3 separate regions of the Sus scrofa genome follow, and all the other regions are linked to region 3. Evidence: chromatin contacts called from public Hi-C and HiChIP or PLAC-seq data. All regions are on one chromosome and are shown on one strand. Each heading gives the region's core, a stretch centred on a gene start, on an enhancer-like site or on the middle of the called end of the contact. The rest is flanking DNA. Distances are from core to core; before and after follow the strand shown. Region 1 overlaps LOC110257431 (a long non-coding RNA gene). Region 2 overlaps LOC110257431 (a long non-coding RNA gene). Region 3 holds the start of CEBPB (CCAAT/enhancer binding protein (C/EBP), beta).

The links. A called contact is a pair of places that touch in the nucleus more often than the background predicts. HiChIP or PLAC-seq counts read pairs in DNA pulled down with a chosen protein or histone mark.
Region 1: an H3K27ac HiChIP or PLAC-seq map of skeletal muscle shows a contact between it and region 3. The contact joins the enhancer-like site here to the promoter of CEBPB in region 3. A contact is called at or near these places in 5 of 5 promoter capture datasets (fetal liver, fetal skeletal muscle, liver and 1 more), 12 of 47 Hi-C or Micro-C datasets (blood, embryonic fibroblasts, liver and 4 more) and 2 of 2 datasets of contacts at active chromatin or transcription factors (alveolar macrophages and skeletal muscle).
Region 2: a Hi-C map of liver shows a contact between it and region 3, with 3 times the contacts expected there. The contact joins the enhancer-like site here to the promoter of CEBPB in region 3. A contact is called at or near these places in 4 of 5 promoter capture datasets (fetal liver, fetal skeletal muscle, liver and 1 more), 7 of 47 Hi-C or Micro-C datasets (blood, embryonic fibroblasts, fetal liver and 3 more) and 2 of 2 datasets of contacts at active chromatin or transcription factors (alveolar macrophages and skeletal muscle).

Annotation. Positions count from the first base shown.
Region 1 is chr17:51,919,274-51,923,462 of Sscrofa11.1, forward strand. The region is part of intron 1 of LOC110257431 (a long non-coding RNA gene); the gene reads left to right. Among named protein-coding and RNA genes, the nearest start is that of PTPN1, 96 kb to the right of the region's middle. Within about 2 kb of position 1,343, at least 10 of the 83 cell types and tissues checked have an H3K27ac peak or open chromatin away from gene starts, as enhancers often do. A contact at or near this core is called in alveolar macrophages, liver, retroperitoneal adipose tissue and 1 more, where this site is marked.
Region 2 is chr17:51,892,907-51,897,461 of Sscrofa11.1, forward strand. All of the region lies in intron 1 of LOC110257431 (a long non-coding RNA gene), which reads left to right. Among named protein-coding and RNA genes, the nearest start is that of PTPN1, 120 kb to the right of the region's middle. Within about 2 kb of position 2,180, at least 8 of the 83 cell types and tissues checked have an H3K27ac peak or open chromatin away from gene starts, as enhancers often do. A contact at or near this core is called in liver, where this site is marked.
Region 3 is chr17:51,720,506-51,724,461 of Sscrofa11.1, forward strand. CEBPB (CCAAT/enhancer binding protein (C/EBP), beta) reads left to right here and starts at 2,128. Exons shown (of 1, transcript NM_001199889.1): 1 at 2,128-3,168. The coding sequence starts at 2,128. The coding sequence ends at 3,168.

The DNA.
Region 1 (4,189 bases), core at 93-2,592, 200 kb after region 3:
GGCATCAGGAGCTGGGAGGTGGGGAGGCTGCCCCAAGGAGGGGCCCGAGGAAGTGTGACACTGGCCCAGAGAGAAGACTGGGCAGAGTGTTCCAAAGGAGGGAATGCTCCGGAGGACCCCGCAGAGAGGAGCCCGTGGGCTCAGGGATGGTTTGGGGTCTCATTTGGCTGGAGTGCGGTGGGAGGGCTTGACCGCTCACTGTCCTGCAGCCTTGGGCAGCCCACATCTGGGCCTCGGTGTCCTCCTCTGTAAAGTGGGAGCAATAGTAGTAGCTGCACACAAAGATCAGGGCCTGCATGGGGCTGGCTGCATGGGCGTGAATCAGTGCTGCTGCTGAGATTATTAGGAGCTGCCCAACCTGTCCACTTCTTCCCCCTGCAGTCAGCTCTTCAGATGGAGGAGGCCCTGGCACCCTCACATGCACGTTCACAGCGATGACCCGGGAGGTCAGATGTCATGCCTAGAGGCGGGTACTCCCAGCACCCTCGTCTCAGAACTCCAGAACCAGGGCCCACTGTCCCCATGTTCCCCAGCTTCCAGGAGCCACAGGCCCTGGCTTTGCCCCTCCAGATCCCTCCAGTTCTTCTGTGTGTAGCATTTGTCTTTCTCTCCTTTGACTCACTTTAACTTTCTCCACATCTTGGCCAATCCTGTTTGTGAGTCACATTTGATCTTTGAGTTTCTCTTTTTTCAAAGGCACATTAAGACAGTGAGAAGCGCTAAGCATTTTTGAGCACTTGCTATGTGCCTGGCGTTTCCATTCATTCATTCATTCCCTCATCCCATTTATTCAACAAATAGCCATGAGCACCTCCATGGGCCTTGATGTTCATCATTAAACCACCAAGCTTCCTGCCTAGTGAAGCTCATGTTGCAGGGATGAGGGAGAGGAACAGATAAATAAAACTTCCAAGTCTACAACCTGTTTTGTGTAAATACAAACTCACTAAAGCACAACAACAACCCTATGAAATAAATGTTTAGCCCCATATTCCAGTTGAGAAAACAAAGGCTCAGAGAAGGAAAGTCACTTGCCAAAAGTCACACAGCTAGGAAATGGCTAAAGTCAAGGTCAGAATTTGAACTCACACCAGTCAGACTCCAGCACTCCAGCTTTGAACCTCCGCAGGAGACTGTCCACTAAGATAAAAGCCATTGGCCCAATTTCATCAGCAGTGCATTTGGGAAGCATCACAGCATCCCAGGTTGGGGGTATTAGTGTCCGGGGGCTCAGCTCATTCCCATAAGGCAGGATGAGCACTGCCCTCCCTTCTAGTAGCCTCTAAAGGGGAAGGCCAATACACGGTCATTCTCTGGCCAGAGCCGGTGGGAACAGGACGTCCTGGTCCTCTCGCCCTGGCCAGGCCCAGTGAGCTATTTTGGGGCACGTTTATTGATGGGACACGGGTGCCCAGCTGGACTCCTGATTCAAGAGGAAGGCCGCAGAAGGGCTGAGGGTGGCTCTGCTCCTCTCCGCCCTGCACTGCAGCGGGGCAGCCATCACCCGTGGCCTGTCCACACCCCAGGCCCAGGGTGTATCCTGAGCTGGCTGGCTCCAGGAAAGGCAGGCGTCCCTCCTGGAGTGCAGAGATACTGGCGGTCATGTGGGTGACTGTTTCCTCAAACCCTGGAGCCTGATTCGATTCACAGGAGGCAGAACCCAGAAACAATACAAGAATGAGGTCAGACGCAGGTTCAAAGCCCATCTGTGTTCCTGTATGACAACTTTACCTTTGGAAAACCAAGTCAGCTCTCAGAGGCTCAGTTTCTCTGTGTTTAAAATGGAGTCAATAATAACCGTCCCTCACAGGGAGAAATGAGGCTTAAAGTAGAGAGGATGTATACCGCCCAGCCTGGCATACAGGAGTGCTCAGTAATTTATAGTAACTTTGCAAATAATGATTGACAGCTGACACTGACCGAGAGTTTGGGCACGAGCTAGGCTCTGGGCTCAATGATTGATCTGTTTTATCTCTTTTCATCCCCCAACAATTCCAGGAGGCTGGGGAGAGACACTGTTACAGGTGCCACTGTTATCCCTTTGAACAGATAAGGAAATTGAGGCTCAGGAAGATAAGACTTGCTCAAGATCACACTGCAAATATGAAGCAGAAAAACTTGTCTTTGAACTCAGATCTGAAGGACAGGGGACAGGGCAGGCCCTGAACCCCAGGGTCACACCCCACGTCCCCCACGTCTGTACTTACGAGATTGGCTACAAAGGTCCTGTAAACACCTGAGTTCCCGCTGTGCTGTGTTCACCTCAGTCATCCCTCAGTCTCGGGAAGGGACCTCCTGGCCCCTCCCCCTGATGAGAATCCATAAACCAAAGGTTCTAGAACATTCCTTTGGGAATTCCTTTGGTGGCTCAGGGGCTTAAAGATCTGGCATCGTTGCTGCTGTGGCTCGGGTCACTGCGGTGGCACAATTTCGATCTTTGGCCCAGGGAATGTCCACAGGCTGTAGACTCGGCCAAAAAGAAAAGAAAAAAGAAAAAAAAATCCCAGAATATTCCCTTGACCTTTCCCCCTCTTCTTAAGGTTATTTTGTTCTTTTGCAAAAGTTCTGCAAGAAACTAGCTGGGCTGGCAGATGTTCTGGGCTGACTTGGAGGGACATTTTGCTGGAGGCAGGGTGCTGGGGGCCTGGTGGGAAGGGGAGGGCAGGAGGCTGCTCCACCTGTGCAGCCTAAGGCCAGAAGTGGATGCGGTGTTTCCTTCCTAAGGTGATCTTTGTGTCCTGAACCTGCTTCTCCCCAGTGCCCTGAGGGTACGTGCCAGCCTCCTTCCACGGGAAGAAGCAGCCCTTTGAGAGGTCTGCCTTTCTGCCTTTCTAGCCTTCTCTTCCACCCCTGGACCACTTCTCACGCCATCCTCCACCAAGGCTGTGCTTCCCGTGCTCTGCCCTCCCCCGGGAAGGCCTTTGTCCCTGCTCTGCCCTCCCCCGGGATGCCATCGCTCCGTTAGCCACCTTACACTTCACAACTCCTTCTCTGTGTGGCCTTCCCAGAACCCCCTCCTAGCCTTCCAGCAGTTTGGTCCCCCTGGCCTGGGGTTGCCATGGCAACAAAGAAACACTGCTTCTAGAGCTACCTTGTGCTCCAACTGGCAAGACTCTGATACCCAACTGGTGAGTTGACACCTCCACATGGGTGTCACACAGACCTCTCAAATGTCACCAAAAAGAACCTCCTATTTCCCTTTCTAAAATCCCAGCCCCTCCCCTTCTTAGCAAATGGTGCCACCCCTCGCCCAGATGCTCAGGACAAACCTAGGAGCCACATTTGATTCTGTTGCCTCACTCCACACATCCCATCCACCAGAAGTCCTGTCAACTCAACTGCCAAATACATCCTGAATCCATATTCTCGTTCCACCTTTTTAGTCGCCACGTCAGGCAGGTAGCCACCATCCTCACCTGCTTGGACTGTGACAGTTGTCTTCTCCCTAGTCTGCCAGCTCGCACCTTTACTCCACTCCACCCATCGCAGTAGGAGGCACCTTTTTAAAAGATGAATGAGGAGTTCCCGTCGTGGCACAGTGGTTAACGAATCCGACTAAGAACCATGAGGTTGCGGGTTCGATCCCTGGCCTTGTTCAGAGGGTTAAGGATCCGGCGTTGCCGTGAGCTGTGGTGTAGGTTGCAGATGCGGCTCGGATCCCGCGTTGCTGTGTCTCTGGCCTAGGCCGGCGGCTACAGCTCTGATTCGACTCTTAGCCTGGGAACCTCCATATGCCGCGGGAGGGGCCCAAGAAATGGCAAAAAAAAAAAAAAAAAAGATGAATGAAGTCCTGTCAGACACCTGCTAGACCCTCTAGAGCTCCCCATTCCTCTTAAAATAAAAATCCGCCTCCTCACCATGGCCTGTGAGACCTTATATGACCTGACCTTTGCCCACCTCCCCAAACTCACCCCTACCCCACTTCCCTCCCTCACTCTGCTCCTGCCACATTTGCCCCCTCCCTGTTGCTGAGCTAGAAAGCTTGTTCTTGTCCCTAGGCAGAAACCTGCTATTCCCTTTGCCTGAGGCGTCTTCTGCCAGATATCTGTCTGGTTCATTCTGCCCCTTCATTCAGGTCTCTGCTCAAATATCATCTCCTCAGAGAAGACTTCCATGACCTGCCCATATAAAATAATCCCCTCTATTGCCACCTAATCCTCTACCTACTTTATGTTCCTTTGTTGTTGTT
Region 2 (4,555 bases), core at 930-3,429, 170 kb after region 3:
ATGCTGCCATTTCTAATTAGTATTTTAATACGGTTTAATACAATTTTAGGTATTTATACAACTTTTTAATACAATATTTTATTAAATTTACCACTGTTTTCTTAATAAATCCTCTATAGTTTGGCATTTCTGGGTTTTCCCCAATTTTTCACTATGATCAATAATGCTGCAGTGAACACCCTTGTCCATAGAGAATGCTTGCTTATTTGCGTTTCCTGGGTTACAGGCAGAGTGGGTCTTTCTTCATACATAGGCCTGCCTTTTGTATTTCTTCACTTGTGAATAGTCTATTTTATAATAAGGTGTTTACTTTTTCCTATTGTTTTGCAGAAACTCTTTGTATATTAAGGATATTAACCCTCTCTAAGAATTCCATAATTGACTTCAGAAGCCTTTTTTCTTTCCTTTCTTCTTTTTTTAAAGTTCTCTTGTGCTTTCGAAGGATGTGCCTAATGTTCTGACAAGCATTTCATGAATTACGTTAGGAAATAACTTTTGTAACAAACCCATTTAACAACCCTTCTTTGTTCCCGCCTCCTGATAATGCTCAGAGCCAGAGCAGCAGCCTTTGCCCAACTCCGTGTCATTAACCCTTGATCTTTTCCTGCTGAATAGCAGATTGCTTTCCGGAGCTGGGAACACAGTTTCATTTTCACCTTCCCCCTGATGGAACTGCCGCTGACTCTGTGCCAGATGGCTGTTTACATAAGAAATGATTTGATTATGTTGTACAACCAATGGCAGCCTTTCTCAGAATGAAGAAGCCAGAAACATATAATCAAAGCCATTAACTGTGTACAAAGAAATGCAGCCCACTCTAAATTTCCCACCAACCATAATAACAGTTTTCCAGGGAAGAATAAGAACATGGCTATGGTTTCCTACTAAAAATGTGTTAAGGGAAAGACTCTTAAATGGAGATTGTGGCTTTAGCCTAGCTGTACTCTGGAATCGCATCAGTCTTGACTCAAATCCCAACTCTATAACTTACTATCTTTGTGATCTTGGGAAAGTCACTTACCTGCCCTGAACCTGTTTCTTCACTTATAAAATGGCTGTAATAGTACCAACCTCAGAGGATTATTGAGAGGATTAAATAAAGCAATAACATGAAGTACTTTTTTCGAATATGTTCAGCCATAAGGAATAGAACATAACTGAAGATGGTAAAAAAGAGAAGGAGGATTCATAATTTCATCTACCAAGGTTGTTTAATTTGAAGGCAAGAAGATATAAGTAAAAACTCACATTCTTTCCATCTTCCTGCTCTGCCATTCTCAGCAGTTTATTGATGGCTTGCCTCATGGTTACAATACGGCTGCTGCAGCCCAGGCATCACACACAGATATAATATCATCAAGTAAAGAAGAGGAAAGGCATCTCCTCCCATACGTCCCCTTTTGTGAGAGAGACAGTTGTCCCAGAAGTCCACCCTGAAGACGTCCCATTGACCAAGATTGCATCACTTGCCCAATTCCAAACCAATCACTGACAAGAGAAATGAGAATGACCACAATTGGCTTAGACCCATAATAACTCACTCTGAGCCTGGAGAGGGGAATAGCCACTGTCCCTGAGCATCTGGGATGATGCACATCCAACAAAACTGGGCCCTGTTAGCTGAGGAGACATGATTGGGGAAATTGCCATGTCTACTGTAAGCATGATTCCTAGCACACAGTAAGTACCCCAAAGGCCAGTATTGGGTGAGCTTTGGCCTAGAATCCATGCCTAGGATGATCACAGCTACAACTGGCCAGGGAGCTCCTCTGGCCATTTGAACTCTTCACTACCAGTTACCTCCTTGTCCCTGTCCTTCTCTGGTGTTGCCCACCTTGCTCAGGTCAGAAGCTGGCTTGCCCTTGAGAGCCTCTGCTTCTCCTCACCACGTGTGCCTGGATGTTTCCACCTGTACCATCAGCTTCTGCTCGACCCTCCTTGTTCTCCCTGTTGCCATCTGGGCTCCTGCGCCCGTGCTTATTCTCTTGGCCTGGAACCATTCCCACTGCTCTTCCTCCATCGCCTTTCCCAGAGAAGCTCTTTTGACTCCCCCAAGTAACCCCCCACTTTATATCTTCTCACAGCCTTGCATACCTCCCTTCACTGGCCTTATCACACTTTGTGTTTATTTACATGGTTATTTGACTCATGTCTTACCCCACCAGGTTGCAAATTCCATAAGGCTAGGAACCAAATCTGTTTTGTTCACTGATAACCCTCAGTGCCTGGCACGCAGCACGGCCTCAGGTTTGGGTTTTTTTTTTTTTTTTTTTAAATGAATAAATCAATTTCCCGTGATGCAGCCAGAGAGATCTTTCTAGGAAGCAAATCTAATCACCTCACCCTCCTACTTCAAGCCTCCCATGGCTCCCTTTTACCTTCAGGGAAAAATTCAAAGAGCTTAACCTGGTTTTGCCAGGGCTTTCAAGGTAAATCTGCCATCCATCCAGCCCCATTTTTGCCTGTCCCTGTCACTCCCTATGATCCAGCCCCTCAGCTCCTTTAGGTATCTTGAAAGCCCCAAGTTCCCTCTTGCCTCTAGATTTTCCCATTTGCTATGCCTCTGCCTGGAAAATTTGTCTAGAAAAATCCTCCTCATAGTCAAGCCTCCTTCTAAAGTTGCCTCCTCTGGGAAGCCTTCCATACCTATCCCTGCCAGCCTGGGTTAAACACCTCTGAGGCTCCCCTAACATGTGTTTACCCCTTTGTATAAGTCCAGCTACATCTGAGCTGCTATAATAGAGATCCACAAAGGCTCAATGGGACAGAATTTTAATTCCAGCATGGAAGTGGAAGGTTCAAGTTTGGTGGGCTGGTTTAGTTCTCCAAGTTCAATCTAGAAGCTGATTCCTTCTATCTAGTTGCTCTACCATCTTCATTTCACAGCTTCTAGTGATTCCAAAATGGCTGCTTTAGCTCCTCCATCACATGTACATTCCAGTCAGCAGGAAGAGAGAAAGAGTTATTGCTTTGGGGGGTGTGACTCAAAAGTGGTTTCACATCACTTCTACTTACATCCCATTGGGCAGAACTTTGTCATATGACCACACCTAACTGCAAAGGAGGCTGGGAAGTATCATCTCTCTCTAAGCAGCATACACCCTGATAGCACCCCAAAATTCTCTCATTATGAGGAAAAAGATGATGGAAGTTGTTGGACACTGGTAGTCTCTGACACCCTCACCTCTGTGCTGAGCACGGTGTTGTCTGGTTACAGTGTCACTCATCTGTTAGTCTAGCCAGACTGCAAGGTCCTTTGAGGACAGGACCACATGTATGGTGGTCATGACTGTATCCCAAGCAACCAGCAGTGTGCCTGGCACACGGCAAATGAGAATGAATGGCAGAGGCTGAAGGCACAAGCTGGAGAAACTGAGGCAGGCCCTAATTCAGCGCCACACCTGTTTCCTGAGTGCCTATTTCGCATAAGATCCTGGGACTCACAGCCCCATTGAGGTGACCAGCGGGCAGAGAGGCTGCTCTGGTCCAGCAGTATCCCAACAACCACTGAGTCAGGGGCTATAAGACCACACCTGATGAGGGGGCTGAGGAGTCCCAGGAACTGGTTCGGGAACAGGGCAGAGTCCCCAGCCAGAAGGAGGAGGCCCCATGAGTACCCCCAGGTGGGGCAGGTCCTGAATCCTGATCCCACCTGGCTCTGGGCCTGCTGCACTTCCTGCCCCGCCCCAACTTTATCTGGCCTTAGGCCCAGCCCTGAGCTTGTCTTCCCTGCTCTCCTGAGAAAGGGCTGAGCCTGGGGCTTCCCTCCCCGTGAACAGCCCAGGAGTCTCACCGTGGGAAAGGCCTGCAGACTCAGTCCCAGATCCAAGGGCTGTCTTAGGAAGAGAGAGAGGAAACGCTCCCCTGACCCTCTACCCTAAGGGCTGGGATCTGGGGTCAAGAGAAGCAGGCTTAGCTGAACGAACCCTGGGTTCGAGTCCTAGCTTGATGCTTTCCAGCTGTGTGGCTTCACTTCAGCTTCCGTATCTGTGAAATGTGCAATCTCATCCCAGGTTGGCCTCTCAGGGTTAGTAGAAGACTCAGGCGACAAAATAGATGTGAAGGGCCCTTGAGGCTTGGGTCCCACTGAGAAAAGCTGGTTATTAGTGTTGTTAAGATCAGTGTTATTTGTAGGGTAGCCGTAAGCAGAGGCCCAGAGAGGTGGGCAAACTATACTCCAGTGTACCATCTGCAGGCCACAGTGCAGAGTGAGACCCCTGTGCTTGGTGAGTGGAGGAATAGATGCCTTTCTGAGCTAAAACCTGTCCACTGACTTCTCACTGCAAATTAAACAGAACTCCTATCCATGGTGGCCAAGGCCCTGACCTCTTTGACCTTGAGTCTCACCTCTGCCCCTTCCCCTAATCACTCAGTCCCAGCCACCCTCACTCTTTGCTGGTCCTCAAAGGTATCCAACTGGCTCCAGCTTCACTGCCTTCATACTTGCATGCTCCCTTTGCCTAGATTTCCCTTCCCTGCTTCCCCAGCTTCTCTTTCTGCTTCAGCTTCTCCTTCTGGTCTCCACTTAGAAGTCACCTCCTTGTTTTCCCAAAGA
Region 3 (3,956 bases), core at 878-3,377:
CGCTCACTGGTAGATTTTAGGCATGCCCGACCTATGCTGGAGGAGGGTCAGTGCTCATGCAGTAGCACTGGAGTCTGGAGGGGGGCTGAGGTATAGACAAGACAACTAGGAGAATGGTGGCTGGAGAAAAAGGCTGAGAAGGAAGTTCACCAGTAGATGGGGCAGGGAGGCCTCTCGGAGGCAGTGGCCCTCAAGCTCAGCCCTGAGTGTCCCATTTTGCAGCTTGGGAGGCTTGGCTGGGTGGCCCTGGGGCCTTGGATCCCTCCCTGGCCCAGAGGCTGCTGGGAAGGCCCAGCAGGCTAGGCCAGTGTTTCATCCTGTCCCTCCCTGCCCCCCACCCCCCAAGGGCACTCAGAGATGTCATTTCTCCAGCTCTCTGGGGCGGAGGTCACTCCAGCTCAGCAGATAACGCTGAAGGTTGAGCAATGCCCGCCTGCCCGCCAGGGCCAGGGCTGGGGTCAGTGGGCTGGGGGTCAGACCAGGCAGGCTGGGAGCTCCTGCCTGGGCGGTCTGGACCAGGAGTGGCAGAGGGGTTGGCCCAAGGAGCTGCCCAAATGGCCTAGGAATGGTGCTGGAGCCCACTCAGCAGAGAGGGCCTCAGGCCTACCTTCAGATAGATCCAGGTGGGTCACCTTGTTTCCCCATCTCTGAACCAGGGGAGTAAGTGCATTGTCTCCACAGGGTGAAAATGCAAACTCTGGGGCCAGGTCCGCCCACATCACACAGTAGGTGCCTGGGAAAAACAGGGGAGTCCCTTCTCTCTGCATAGCCCCCACTGGGGCCTGGCAGAACTCCTTTCGCACAAGCCTCAGAAACAGGTGTTTTGGCCTTCTGGTGGCAAATAGGTCTGAGAGTGTAGGGACCAGGGCTTTTCTTTGAGAATAGTGGGGGACATGAGGCCATCTGACCTGGGGTGTGCTATGCCCCCTCTGGGCCTCTTTACACCCTGGGAGAGGCCCTTCTCTCTGCTGTGCATCTTAGAGCAGAAAGCCTTATGTTTGGGAGTCTGTGGTGGAGACAATAATACAACTAATAATAAGTTTTGAGACCTTCAAGGATTGAAGGTTAGCTAAGTGACCTGCGCAAGGTGACACAGTAATGTCAGAGCTTAGCACCTACACCCCCTTCTACACTTTGGGTGCCCAAGTGGGAGTGGGGTGGGGCTGGAGAATACCCGGGTGTGGTCTGAGGGGGCGGGCGGCTGTGCTGGGCAGGGCTAGGAGAGGGGCAAGGTCGGGCCCCTGGCAGATGCTCCAGTGGAGCTTGCTCCAGACTTGCACTCCCAAAGCCCCCAACCACAAGTCTTCGCATTTAGGAGAGAAGTCCCTATAGGCGTGAAATCCTCTCCTTCCAAAAGTTGGGGACGAGGGCAAGTTTAGGGGCGGGGCCGGGCCCTGGAAGGGCTTTGGAGATGGGCTACCTCTCCAATAGCCAGAGCAGGGGTTTGGGGTCTCCAGGATCCCGCCTGGGGCGCGTCCCCTCCTTAAGGAGTTGGGGCTGAGAGCCGCTGATCTTGAAGCCACGGCCTCCTCCAGCAGGGGGCGGGCCGCGGCCGCGTTTAGGGTGGGGGAAGGCGATGGCGTCGCCCCCTCCCCGGATTCCCCCCTCCCTTCTAGTACAGCCTCCAGCCCAGAGGGGGCGGTCCGGGGGCGGGTTCGCGCCTCTTCTCGCTTCCAATCCTGAGTCCGAAGGGTGGGGGTGGGCAGGGGGCGTGTGGCGGCCCCCGAAGCCGGAGGACCCCCCAAGGGCGCGCTCCAGATCTTCAGTCAGGTCACGGTGCCCCACCGCCGCCCTGCCGGGGGTCTCGGGCGGCCACAGCGTGTCCTCTGCGTGCCCGGGGAGGGGTTGGGGCGGCCGCCAGGCGTGACGCAGCCGTTGCCATGGCCCGCCTTATAAATAACCGGGCTCTGGAGAAACTTTAGCGAGTCAGAGCCGCGCACGGGACCGGGAAGGGGACCCACCCGAGGGTCCAGCTACCAGCCCCCGCACTAATAGCGGCCAATCCAGCGGAAAAAGCAACAGCAGCAGCAGCGACACAGCAGCGACAGTTCGGAGCCAGGAGGCCGCGCCACCTGCGGGCCGGCCGGAGCGGGCAGCCCCAGGCCCCCTCCCCGGGCACCCGCGTTCATGCAACGCCTGGTGGCCTGGGACCCAGCATGTCTCCCCCTGCCGCCGCCGCCTGCCTTTAAATCCATGGAAGTGGCCAACTTCTACTACGAGGCGGACTGCTTGGCTGCTGCGTACGGCGGCAAGGCGGCCCCCGCGGCGCCCCCCGCGGCCAGACCCGGGCCGCGCCCCCCCGCCGGCGAGCTGGGTAGCATCGGTGACCACGAGCGCGCCATCGACTTCAGCCCATACCTGGAGCCGCTGGGCGCGCCGCAGGCCCCGGCGCCGGCCACGGCCACCGACACCTTCGAGGCGGCTCCGCCCGCGCCCGCCCCCGCGCCCGCCTCCTCCGGGCAGCACCACGACTTCCTCTCCGATCTCTTCTCCGACGACTACGGGGGCAAGAACTGCAAGAAGGCGGCCGAATACGGCTACGTGAGCCTGGGGCGTCTGGGGGCCGCCAAGAACGCGCTGCACCCGGGCTGCTTCGCGCCCCTACACCCGCCGCCCCCGCCGCCGCCGCCGCAGCCGGCCGAGCTCAAGGCGGAGCCGGGCTTCGAGCCCGCGGACTGCAAGCGGAAGGAGGAGGCCGGAGCGCCGGGCGGCGGCGCCGCAGGCATGGCGGCTGGCTTCCCGTATGCGCTGCGCGCCTACCTCGGCTACCAGGCGGTGCCGAGCGGCAGCAGCGGGAGCCTGTCCACATCCTCGTCGTCCAGCCCGCCCGGCACGCCGAGCCCCGCCGACGCCAAGGCGCCCCCAGCCGCCTGCTACGCGGGGGCGGCGCCGGCGCCCTCGCAGGTCAAGAGTAAGACCAAGAAGACCGTGGATAAGCACAGCGACGAGTACAAGATCCGGCGTGAGCGCAACAACATCGCGGTGCGCAAGAGCCGCGACAAGGCCAAGATGCGCAACCTGGAGACGCAGCATAAGGTCCTGGAGCTCACGGCCGAGAACGAGCGGCTCCAGAAGAAGGTGGAGCAGCTGTCGCGCGAGCTCAGCACCCTGCGGAACTTGTTCAAGCAGCTGCCCGAGCCCCTGCTCGCCTCCTCCGGCCACTGCTAGCGCGGCCCCCGCGCGCGTCCCCCTGCCGGCCCGCCGGCCTCCGCGCTGCCGGGCGCGCCGCGGCCACAGTGACTCCGGGAAGCGCCCGCGCTCCCGCCCCCGCCCCCAGTGGCGCCGGCAAAACTTTGGCACTGGGGCACTTGGCAGCGCGGGGAGCTCGTCGGTAATTTTAATATTTTATTATATATATCTATATTTTTGTCCAAACCAACCGCACATGCAGATGAGGCGCCCGCCCGTGGTGTTATTTAAAGAAGAAATGTCTATGTGTACAGATGAATGATAAACTCTGCCTCTCCTCCTGCCCCCTCTCCAGGCGCCGGCGGGCGGGCCGGTTTCGAAGTTGATGCAATCGGTTTAAACATGGCTGAACGCGTGTGTACACGGGACTGACGCAACCCACGTGTAACTGTCAGCCGGGCCCTGAGTAATCGCTTAAAGATGTTCCTACGGGGTTGTTTCTGTTGCTGTTGTTTTTGTTTTTGTTGTTGTTTTTTTGGTCTTTTTTTGTATTATAAAAAATAATCTATTTCTATGAGAAAAGAGGCATCTGTATATTTGGGAATCTTTTCCGTTCGAGCATTAAGAACACTTTTAATAAACTTTTTTTTTTTTGAGAATGGTTAAAAAGCCTTTTGGGGGCAGTAGTTGATTTTTGATTTTTTTCCTTTTATTTTGGATTTATGATTTTATATTTGCTTTTCTGGTATGCAGGGGGGAGGTTGTTGTGTGTATGAGTTGCTCTTATTTTTGGCTTTTTAGGTGGTTGGGTGGGGGTGTTGCAGCTG